2 separate regions of the Dromaius novaehollandiae genome follow, and region 2 is linked to region 1. A link is a contact called in public Hi-C data. All regions are on one chromosome and are shown on one strand. Each heading gives the region's core, a stretch centred on a gene start, on an enhancer-like site or on the middle of the called end of the contact. The rest is flanking DNA. Distances are from core to core; before and after follow the strand shown.

What was found. Hi-C and Micro-C count contacts between places; a contact is called where the count stands out from the background.
Region 2: a Hi-C map of brain shows a contact between it and region 1, with 2.4 times the contacts expected there. The contact joins two enhancer-like sites. A contact is called at or near these places in 2 of 4 Hi-C or Micro-C datasets (brain and liver).

The regions. Positions count from the first base shown.
Region 1 is chr1:99,223,664-99,228,453 of bDroNov1.hap1, reverse strand. PLCXD2 (phosphatidylinositol specific phospholipase C X domain containing 2) reads right to left here. Exons shown (of 4, transcript XM_026112393.2): 4 at 1-3,925. The coding sequence ends at 3,763. Among named protein-coding and RNA genes, the nearest start is that of PLCXD2, 21 kb to the right of the region's middle. Within about 2 kb of position 3,538, at least 1 of the 2 cell types and tissues checked has open chromatin away from gene starts, as enhancers often do.
Region 2 is chr1:99,295,380-99,300,155 of bDroNov1.hap1, reverse strand. It overlaps PHLDB2 (pleckstrin homology like domain family B member 2), which reads right to left. Exons shown (of 18, transcript XM_064522081.1): 2 at 1,747-1,804. Among named protein-coding and RNA genes, the nearest start is that of PHLDB2, 25 kb to the right of the region's middle. Within about 2 kb of position 3,510, at least 2 of the 2 cell types and tissues checked have open chromatin away from gene starts, as enhancers often do.

The DNA.
Region 1 (4,790 bases), core at 2,289-4,788:
AGCAAAGGCCCTGCAGCTTAGTCTTCCTTCATATCCCTGCTGTCCAAGTTTTGACAAGAGCAATCTGTCTTTCATTCAAAAATAAACATACAACTCCTAGCTTTATGGTTGTTGAATATATTAAGACAGCAGTGCCCAAACAAGAAGCTGAAAGATTGATAGTCTGCAAAGATCACTTATAACTCCCCTTTGCTTTCACCTACAAGCACACAGTAAAACACTAAAATTCATACATGCTTCCTAACCTTCTTCTCCCCACTGCTCCCCCTCAGGGATATATGCACAGGCTATTGGTACCTCATATGTGCCCTTCAATTATACATGATCACCAGTGATAGGAGAACAGCATACCAATGTGCTCAATGTTCAGCAGTTGCACATTAGAAAGAGATAAGTCATAAAACAATGTATAAATAAACTGAACCTGTAATAACAAACCATACAAATAAATTCTTCAGGAATATACAATTCAGGTAAATATTTTGCTTCAAATAGATATCAGTATACTGACTTTTCCTCTCCCAACATCTACAGAATGGCCATGTCCTAAAAACAATTATTCTGGGATAGTTATCCATCTGAATAGTTTTAAAAAATGAATTCTAATCCTTTGGGAAGATAAGCAAGACTAAACCCACTGTATCAAAAAAAATGCAGATCTACATCAACAGCATGGTCAACAGAAGCAGTGAGTACCACAAGACTTGCCCTAACACCAGTCTTAAGATTTTCTTCAAGCTTGTACCTACATGATCTTACAGGTGGTAGATTCCACATTGGGCCCAGCTGCAGCCCACTTGGAGGCTGGGATCTCAGGCACCTTTCTCAGCAGCAAGTATACCCTCTGGCACTCACCTCCCAGCCCTGTTCCATTCTGCTGCCTGAAACCTGGCTAAGATCCACTACACCTTGAACATGGGAACCAGAAGCAAATTACTGATGTAATTCCATGGTCCTCATCGCCTATCCAGCTCATCTTTTAAGTTTTACTGCTTTAATGCTAGAAAAGTAGAGACCATAGGCCACAGTTCAAGTCCTAGATGAGCTCAGTTTCACAAAGCATGAGGGAATAGGGCTACGTTGTGGTGCTCTGCCAGAGAACCATACCATATGCTGTTATGGGCTATGATGTGTAACAGGAGAAAGGCAGTTCACATTGCTTAGGCTGGTTTAGGACTGCCCTAGAAACAATCTTGTAGAAGAGGATCATGCCTATTTGCTGATTACCCTACTGACCACCAAGCACATCACATTCTTCACATGGAAGCATACCACCAAGCACTGTTCTGAAGGCCAAACCTACAGCACTCTTTTCTTCCTCCCTACTTCATCAATAATTCAAAAAGCTATTTCCCACTTCTCCTCTGCTAGCATTCCTAAATCTTAGCACTCCTTTGTCCCATTTCAAGAGGCAAGAGTCAGCAACAAATATGTTCAAGAAACTTTCCAGTTTCTATTTGAATATATCTAAACCAAAGCCCTGAGTTACAATCATCTCATCTCTATTCAAATAAATACAGCTGAAGGACTAACAACTCAATCATTACTCTGTGCACACACAGTATAAATATTGGCTAGGCCTGATAAATCTCTTCTGAGGTAGATATATACAGTACAAAATATATTAAGGGTCAAATGCAAACATTATACTTTACCTTCTAGCCTTGTCCTCCACTTCTACAGGAAGTCTTACAAATGTATTATTCATTTCCATTTTATCTGCATTCATACCGGGTTTTTTGAGTTCTGAGCTCTAAGACTATTTGTAACTAAAAGACCACTGAAAACAAACCTGTAACATTTATTACTAGAGTTTGAGCCATGAGAAAAGTAAGTTAACACAAATTTCAGCTAAATGAAATCTACATGTTTTAAATAACTTTGCAGACAATAAAGCTGTTCAAAACAGGTTGCAACAGTTTCATCAACAAACAGTAAAAATCTTCTGCTGGAATTTTCAAACAAAGTTTAAAAAAACCTAAAAGTTGATTTTCAGTTTCCCAGAACTGCTTTCCATTACTTGTCCCCCCTTGCTGAAACACAAAAGACAGATTTAAAAAACAGATCCTCCATTTCCTTAGAAAAAAGATTCAGTTAAAAAAAAAAAAAAAACTCTAATGAAAAACATGCAAACAGATAAATCAGATTACAGTCTGCTCAGACCTCGGCCAAGGTTCACATGGAAGGTTTGCAAACTTTAGATAATCTTGTCCGAGTTCAGAGCTTGCAACAAACAAGCAAAATGCTTTTAGATTTTTCAGTACTGTGACACCATAATGGCAGACACAAGATAGGAATACACAATACAGATTCACTTTTTTTTTGGAATAGAACATCTATAATGACAATCTGTTCTCTTAAGTAACATAAGGAGATTAAAATAAGTTCATAATCACTGAATAATTAGTGCACCCAACAGTTGCTTTAGGAAGACAACTGAGCAGAGAAGTATCTGCTAACCAGTCACTTGTTTAAACCCTAAGATAAATCAGACTGTAGGACTGCTATCAGTTAGTCAGTTAAGTACTGATATGTACCAACATGTGACTGTCAAACACGTGGTAATGTTTTGCTGTGGATCAACACAAAAATGATTATGACTACATAAAGAATTAGCACCACTGCCTGCCTACATGTGGCTATTCCTTAGTCACAAGTGGGTACAGGCTGAGAAAATACTTCCACTGTAGCTGTTCTTAGCACATCAGCTCTCTGACATCAAGCATAACATTTGGATCAGATCTTGGAATTCACCACTGCACTGCAAACATCAGATTCGATATTTGGGTTTTGAGAAGTCCTTATCAGGCCCAGTTTTTTTTGAACAAACTTCCACTTGGCCCTCCTCTTTTCACAAAAGTATCTGCGTGAAAAGTTTTCCCCAAAGAAAATTCAATATATGGAAAAAACACAAGTGAACCACAAGCAAGAGAGAGAGGCTGCTGGGCAGTTTCTTGAACGCCTCACAACAGAAATTGACTTGTGAGTTACGAGTCTCATGATCTGTAACTGAAACTTTCTCCAAATTACCAAAATAATTCCAAATAGGAAATACACTCTCAAACACAACTGCAGTATGTGCATTAAAATAAAGAAGTCCAGAAGAAGAGCTTGGAGTCCAAAGAGGCAGAGTGTTACAAGCCTTTACATCTCAGGCCCAAACTACAGTTAGAGTATTCAATATAAGCATTAACAGCTCTCTCTGAACAAAAGCAATATTGTTTCTTCAATTAAGTCAGAGGTAGTGCCCAGAACAGTGTAACGAATATTACAGCAGCTTCCAGCTGAAACCAGCTAAGCCTGAGGTGGCCAGAGAAACAATATGACCTTAGGTGGCCTGGTAAAACTGCTGCTAGCAGCACCAGCAGTGATCCTGGGTTTGAGTCCTTGAGTTGAGAAACAAGCAGGATGCACACACGAAGACACAGTGCGTCCAGTCACCAGGGAGACGCATACAGTAATTGGGTACATCTGCTTCAGAGGCCAGCCTCTTGTTGGCAGGCAGACAACACTGTACTGCAGCAGATGTGTGCATAACTTAGTCAAACATGTAGCCACAAAAAGCCAGGCAGCAGCACTCAGACAGTACTTTGTGTTCCAGTCAGACCTACACATCAGTGAGAAAAGAGACCCTCCTGGATATGATTTTTAACCATACTTCTAGATATTTTTTTTTCCTAGATAAACAGGTTACAATAATTTCACTTAATAAAAAGTTTAGAAGCAAGTGAAGATCTCCACTGTGGGTACAATAAGACACAATCAGGATTTACTTGCAGTTTCATCGTCTTCTAAAAGAAGATCATTTAATGCAATAACTGTAGCAGCAAAGTCAACCAGCTCCACAAAGTCTGATGTAATTATGTTAACACCCATAACACCTGGTTTCTGTGTTTTTACCCAGTTCAGAATCATAGGCAGGTTCCTAAAGAGAATGAAAGAAAAAAATTATACAGTTTTAAAGACATTCATCTGTAAGCGCTCTGCTTATTTTAAATATTACATGAAGTTTGTGGATTATGTTAATAATCTCACATTTGTGATCATGTGCTGACTGGCCCCTATGAAATGCAACCAGCCTGATAAGAAGAGTGCTTAACATGGCATGTGGTTATTAGATGCTAATCATTCGGCACAAAAATATTCTTCAGTTTTTGATCAAAATTACCATTCATACAAAGCACAAATCATGGACTCTCTCTTCACTGAACAGACTGTGCTTCAGGATTTAATGGGGCACTACGATTTCCTCCATCCTGGTTTGTTTTTGCTCAAGTACATATTGATGAAAAGCTTAATTACACACCAGCAGGACTTGCATGAGGATTCCAGCATGGCCCAAAGGAAAGCTAGATCTGGCCCAAAATGTTTCCCACCCAGCCAGAAGCCTTTGCCTTAGGAAAGGGCTATTGGGTCAGTGTGCTCTGCACTTGCACCAAACACCAGTTTTCAGTCTCTGGACCCAACTCAGAGCAGTGGGATCACAGAAATCAAACCTGCACTCTAGCCCTCAGCTCTGTCAAGGCTGAGCATCTCATCACACATTATTGTAACTGGAGGAAAAGTGAGGCGTGTTGGGAGTTGTTTTAATACTACAGTGGGGAGAAATTTCAGTCATTTCTTGGACAGAGTGCAAGTCAGGAGTCTGTACAAGCTTCTGTACGCTAATATGCAAGCCCCAGGGATTTCAGCAGTTAGAGACAAAAGAATGACCAAATATATTACAATTATGTACATTAGTACCATAATATGCAAACAACATTGAGATGACAGCAGACAAGCAAATTAGT
Region 2 (4,776 bases), core at 2,261-4,760, 72 kb before region 1:
AAAACATTAATTTAAGAACAAAGGTAACTGTGACAAATAATGGAATTGAACAGACAGAGAATAAAATGAGTGAACGTTACAGAAGAAAGCAAAGACATCTTTTTGAGGACTGTGGACCTGGTTAAGAGTGTGTTAATTACAAGCTCTACTAATGACTGAAAGCATTTATTGCAGCTTCAGACTCAAGCTTTGGGTTTACTACTGCACAGAATTTAATATTTTTATGCAGACCATGATTTTATTTGCTATTCTTTTAACATGTTTGTTATGATGACAGAACTACCTAAGCTGCATTTGACTATCAGACTATCACTGCTGTAAGCAAAATAATTTCTTATAATGTGACATTTTACTTGATATTTTTTAATTACTTTCACAACTTTTGATGAATAGCAATGATAAAGTTCAAATGAACAAAAGGAAGAATGTGACCCATGTTCAGCATAACACCGTCAAGACAAAAACAAAGACATCTGAAAAAGATCAAGCACTTATCATATTAGTGGTGTTATGAGGAAGAAAAAGATGTGGAGCAGTTATCTGAGAGCACAAATACATAAAACACAACCTATATGCCTTGTATACTTACCCTTCTGTTCTGCAACAGAATGTAACCTCTGTTCTCTTTCCCCTTCCCTTTTCCAAATCTCTCTTAAATATGAAAGCTAATCTCAAATCCAAAATGTACTGCCCAAATCATAATTTGAATATAGCTGAGGTTCAAATGTTTTTGCATTCCACTCGGTCCTATATTAATAGTTCAGCAGACACATTAATGGAACCTTAATAATTGTTTATTACTGCCTTGCAACACCAGCAGGTCACATTTAATTCTGTGAAGACTAAATGCTTTTGCCAAACACCAGGTTAGCTCATGGAAACTTTCAGGCCTGTTCACCACAGCAACACAGGGTTCATTGTACTTTAAATCCAAACAAGTACAGCAAAAATGGTCACAATACCTTCATGTAGCCACTTGAATTCAACTCTTCTATACTATACTATATGCCAATTCCTGTTTCTGGTTCCAACACCACAGTGACCACAATCATAAGGTTAAACCCCAACTGGACTACAGCACGTGTTTAACTGAACCTTAACTTTTTCCCACAAAGCAGAGCTTGTTTGCTTTGTTTATTTTTAAGTTAATGTTTGGAATGCAACTTTATGAATATAGCAGGATTCGTTCCACATTCCAGCTGACGCTGCCTTCACATGCAGTTACAGAGGCTGGGCAGGGAGCTCCGGGTGGTGTAGACGAGTGGTGTATACGGCATATACAGGAGCCATCCCGCCTCAAGGTCAGCCACAGCTCTCCTTCGTAACCCTCGCAGCTCTCCCTCAGTAACCCTCGGAGCGCAGTGTAAGGCTCGTCTCTTTGGCAAAGTATTTGCTGCCTGGAGCTATAGGGAGGCAAATTCTTCCCTTCTCTTTCCCCCCTCCCCACTTCTTGTTTTTCATTTCTTTTCTTATCTTACTTTCCTGAATTCTTTAGCTGAGGGTCATCAATATGTATTCCAACCAGATATTAAACTGCTAGGGGATGGACAGCTTGAATGGGCACAGTGTATCCAAATACCACAACTATGGCCTCATTTTTGGCTGGTAAAATGAGTTGGACATGGAGTAAGAGCAGAGCACTGATCTTATCTAAGAGTCAGCAGAATTAAAGGACCAGAGACAACAGCACATTCAGAAACATCTAAGTAAAATGACAAACAAACTTCATTTTTATTAATTGATTACCTGATCCAACATTCTGAAAGGAGGAGAGGTTACTTCTGTTTGGCATCATATTTGTCTTCTACAGGATGGTTAAAACAAAGCTAATTAGAATGAAACGGATGAATTTTGACCTGCAAATAAAGTAACCAAAGAAAAAAATACTGCTTTAAGAAATATATTCTGAGAACATTTTTTAAAATATGTAGTACAGACCAAAACTTACTTTTCTTGTGCAAAAATTTCCAGAAACAATTCATAAAGAAGTATGTTAAAAGATATTTGGAAAGGACACTCCAAGTTTAATGTGAAGGCTGTAAAAAACCTGACTGGATTTCTTCTGTGAGTTTAAGAGGCCATATATCTTGATTTGATAATTTGATATTATCTATGATCTCGAATCTGTGCAGGTAGTTACTAGTCATAGCTCCTGAGTTCTATTTGCATTCCTGTGGCTTCCTTAAAAAACCATTAAGAAGGCTGGGCTTTCCTGCAGAAGACTATTGTTGAAAGCTCATAGCCCAAATTCATCCCACCTAATGCCAGCATCCTGCAATCACAAAGAAATCTATCTAAAAACAGGTATGCATAGAAAATATTTTGGCATGAAACAATTTCTAAAGCTCCAAAGAAACCAGACTATGAAGGCAAAGTGATTCTTCAAAGTCTATAAAAAAAATTGATACAGCTACAAAAGAGACTTGGCTTAAAAGAAATGCCAAAATTCAATTCCAGCACTAAAGACTAAAATTAAATCAAAATCCAAATAGAAAATCTGTAGTGGGTTGCTCTATCAAAAGAAAAGGGTTTTTCTTTTTTTTTTTTTCCAAACACACATCTGTTTTTAAAAGGTTGACAAAAAAGCTTTAAAAAATTGCATCAAGTGACAAAATTAATAGTGACCATCTGTAGGCCTTCTGCACTTCAATGCTGGACAGGCAAACAGAAATGTGTCAGAAAAGAAAGAAAGAATGGAAACAGATGGCTTAAGCTGTCTACAGATGAGCCACCTATTTAGCCTCAGTAGTCACAACCTCAACATTTCACATCTCTGTTGCACAGAATTTGCTTGCCAAGCTTTTTTGCATTATTCTCCTAGGAGGACAGCCCGAAAAGAAGCAAGCTGACTGCTAAATCCCTATGGAGAGAGACTTCTTTGCAGCGGCTCTGGCTCTTATCTCCTTGCTTTCTTCCCTTCGAAGGCGCTCTCCTGCTGTGTTAGCCAGACCCTTTCCCTCCCCTCTGTTATTGCATGAATCATATCTGTGCTGATCTCACTTTATAATGCTTTTTCTTTTCTTCTTCTTCTCTACAGAGGTCATTTCTCACTCCTTCTAAGGGGAGAGTTTGCACTCTGTCAGGCACCTCTCTTCACAGTGAGCAGCAGGCTTCACCCTGACAGTCGTCTCCAAGAATATGAACTTCACCCTTCTCTGGCAACAGCTCTGCCTTTCAAGGGGTCAGGCAGAGGGAAGAGCCCCTCACACCTCCCTACCTCCTAGGGAGACTCGGGCTCCACATCTGCCTTCTCTAGCGCCACAGGCCTGAAGTTTTCCAGAACAAATTGTGGGAAACAGCCTGGATAGCAGACAGCTCTTAAACCCAAGTTTCATGCTCAACAGGTTATTTTATTGACATTAAACATTTACTGTTCTTTTCACCCTGCTGGGCCTTTCGCCCCACAGGGAGATTCTTTCCCTAATTCCTTCCAGCTTGCCTTGCCTTCTCTTACTAAGCGCCTGCTACCACTAATCCTCCCAACTCAAAGTCTCTACCGTGTTAGAGGCTCCTTTACTGCTGGGAATGTGGCTAAGAGGACCTCAGCAGTCTGCTCGCTGCAGGCAGTTAGAGAGACACAGTCAACATGCAGATCCCTAATTAAACTGGTTCCTGCACTGAGCACTAACAAGAGCTAAAAGTGGTTATCCCACCTTTAGAACTGGCACTCTGCCTTTTGCCTGCCCACAAAATATTAAGGAATGGTACAGAAATCCTGTTAAAAGTGCTGCTACATTACTGTCTTAGCATATTGCTTGCATGAAAGCAGCTATTAAAAATACAATTCAAGCCCAGTGCTCCCCAGAAGAGAACCAAAAATGTTGCAACTTCTCAGGACATATTCAGCTTTCCATAGAGAACTAGTGTGCCTCAAAATTTCATGCTGCTCTATACCAAAAAGTATAATTATATTATCAATCAGAAAATTAAAATATGGTCAACCTGGAATCAAAAGACAAAAGGAAGGGTTGCTTTAAAAGAAGGGAAAGGAAATAACTAGATTTCTTGCATCTCTATCTTTGCTGCTTTTTGTTTAAAATGGTTGGTGAAACCACTAGTAAAAACAAAGAAAAAAAAAGCTGTTCATTCCTCATATATTTGCATCCTGTCTATCTCACAAGAAAGGGAACGGTTTTTAACTAACTGAAAATCCAATCTTTCGTTCATTTTCAAGAATACTTGAGTTTGCTAATAGCCGAGACGAAGAATGTCTTTAAAAGATTAAATATTTATACAGTTTCAGTTCGAGAATTCATTACACATCTCTGTTCTTAAAGAACGAGATATCAGAGAAGTCATCATCTAACCATAATTGGATTTTTTTTTTCTGGAAAAGAACTTTCATTCTACAAATCTCTGCTGTGAACATAAATAATAAACAACTAATGAATTAGTGAATTAAACAAATAAACAGCTCAAAATGAACTGTTTTATCTGCTCACATGAAACCATATTCTTTGCGACCAGGATCATACGGGGCCTCATCCAACAACCAGCCAGACTGATTTTCGTTAAAGAGCATACACTGCACTCTGCCTTGTCTGGAAGGAAGCAAAATGATTTCATCTGGTATTTATAAAGTCATCAGAAGTGAATGTACACACCATTACCAATCATGTTTCATCTGTACAGTGCCCAGGCCAAATTAAGTTTTGTTTTACTAACGACCAGAAGAAATAGGCTGTGAGACAAACAAAGGATTCCAGTTTTAATATATTATAACACAGGGTTGCTTTATAATAAAATTCCTTTCACTCAGCTTAGAAGCATAGAACT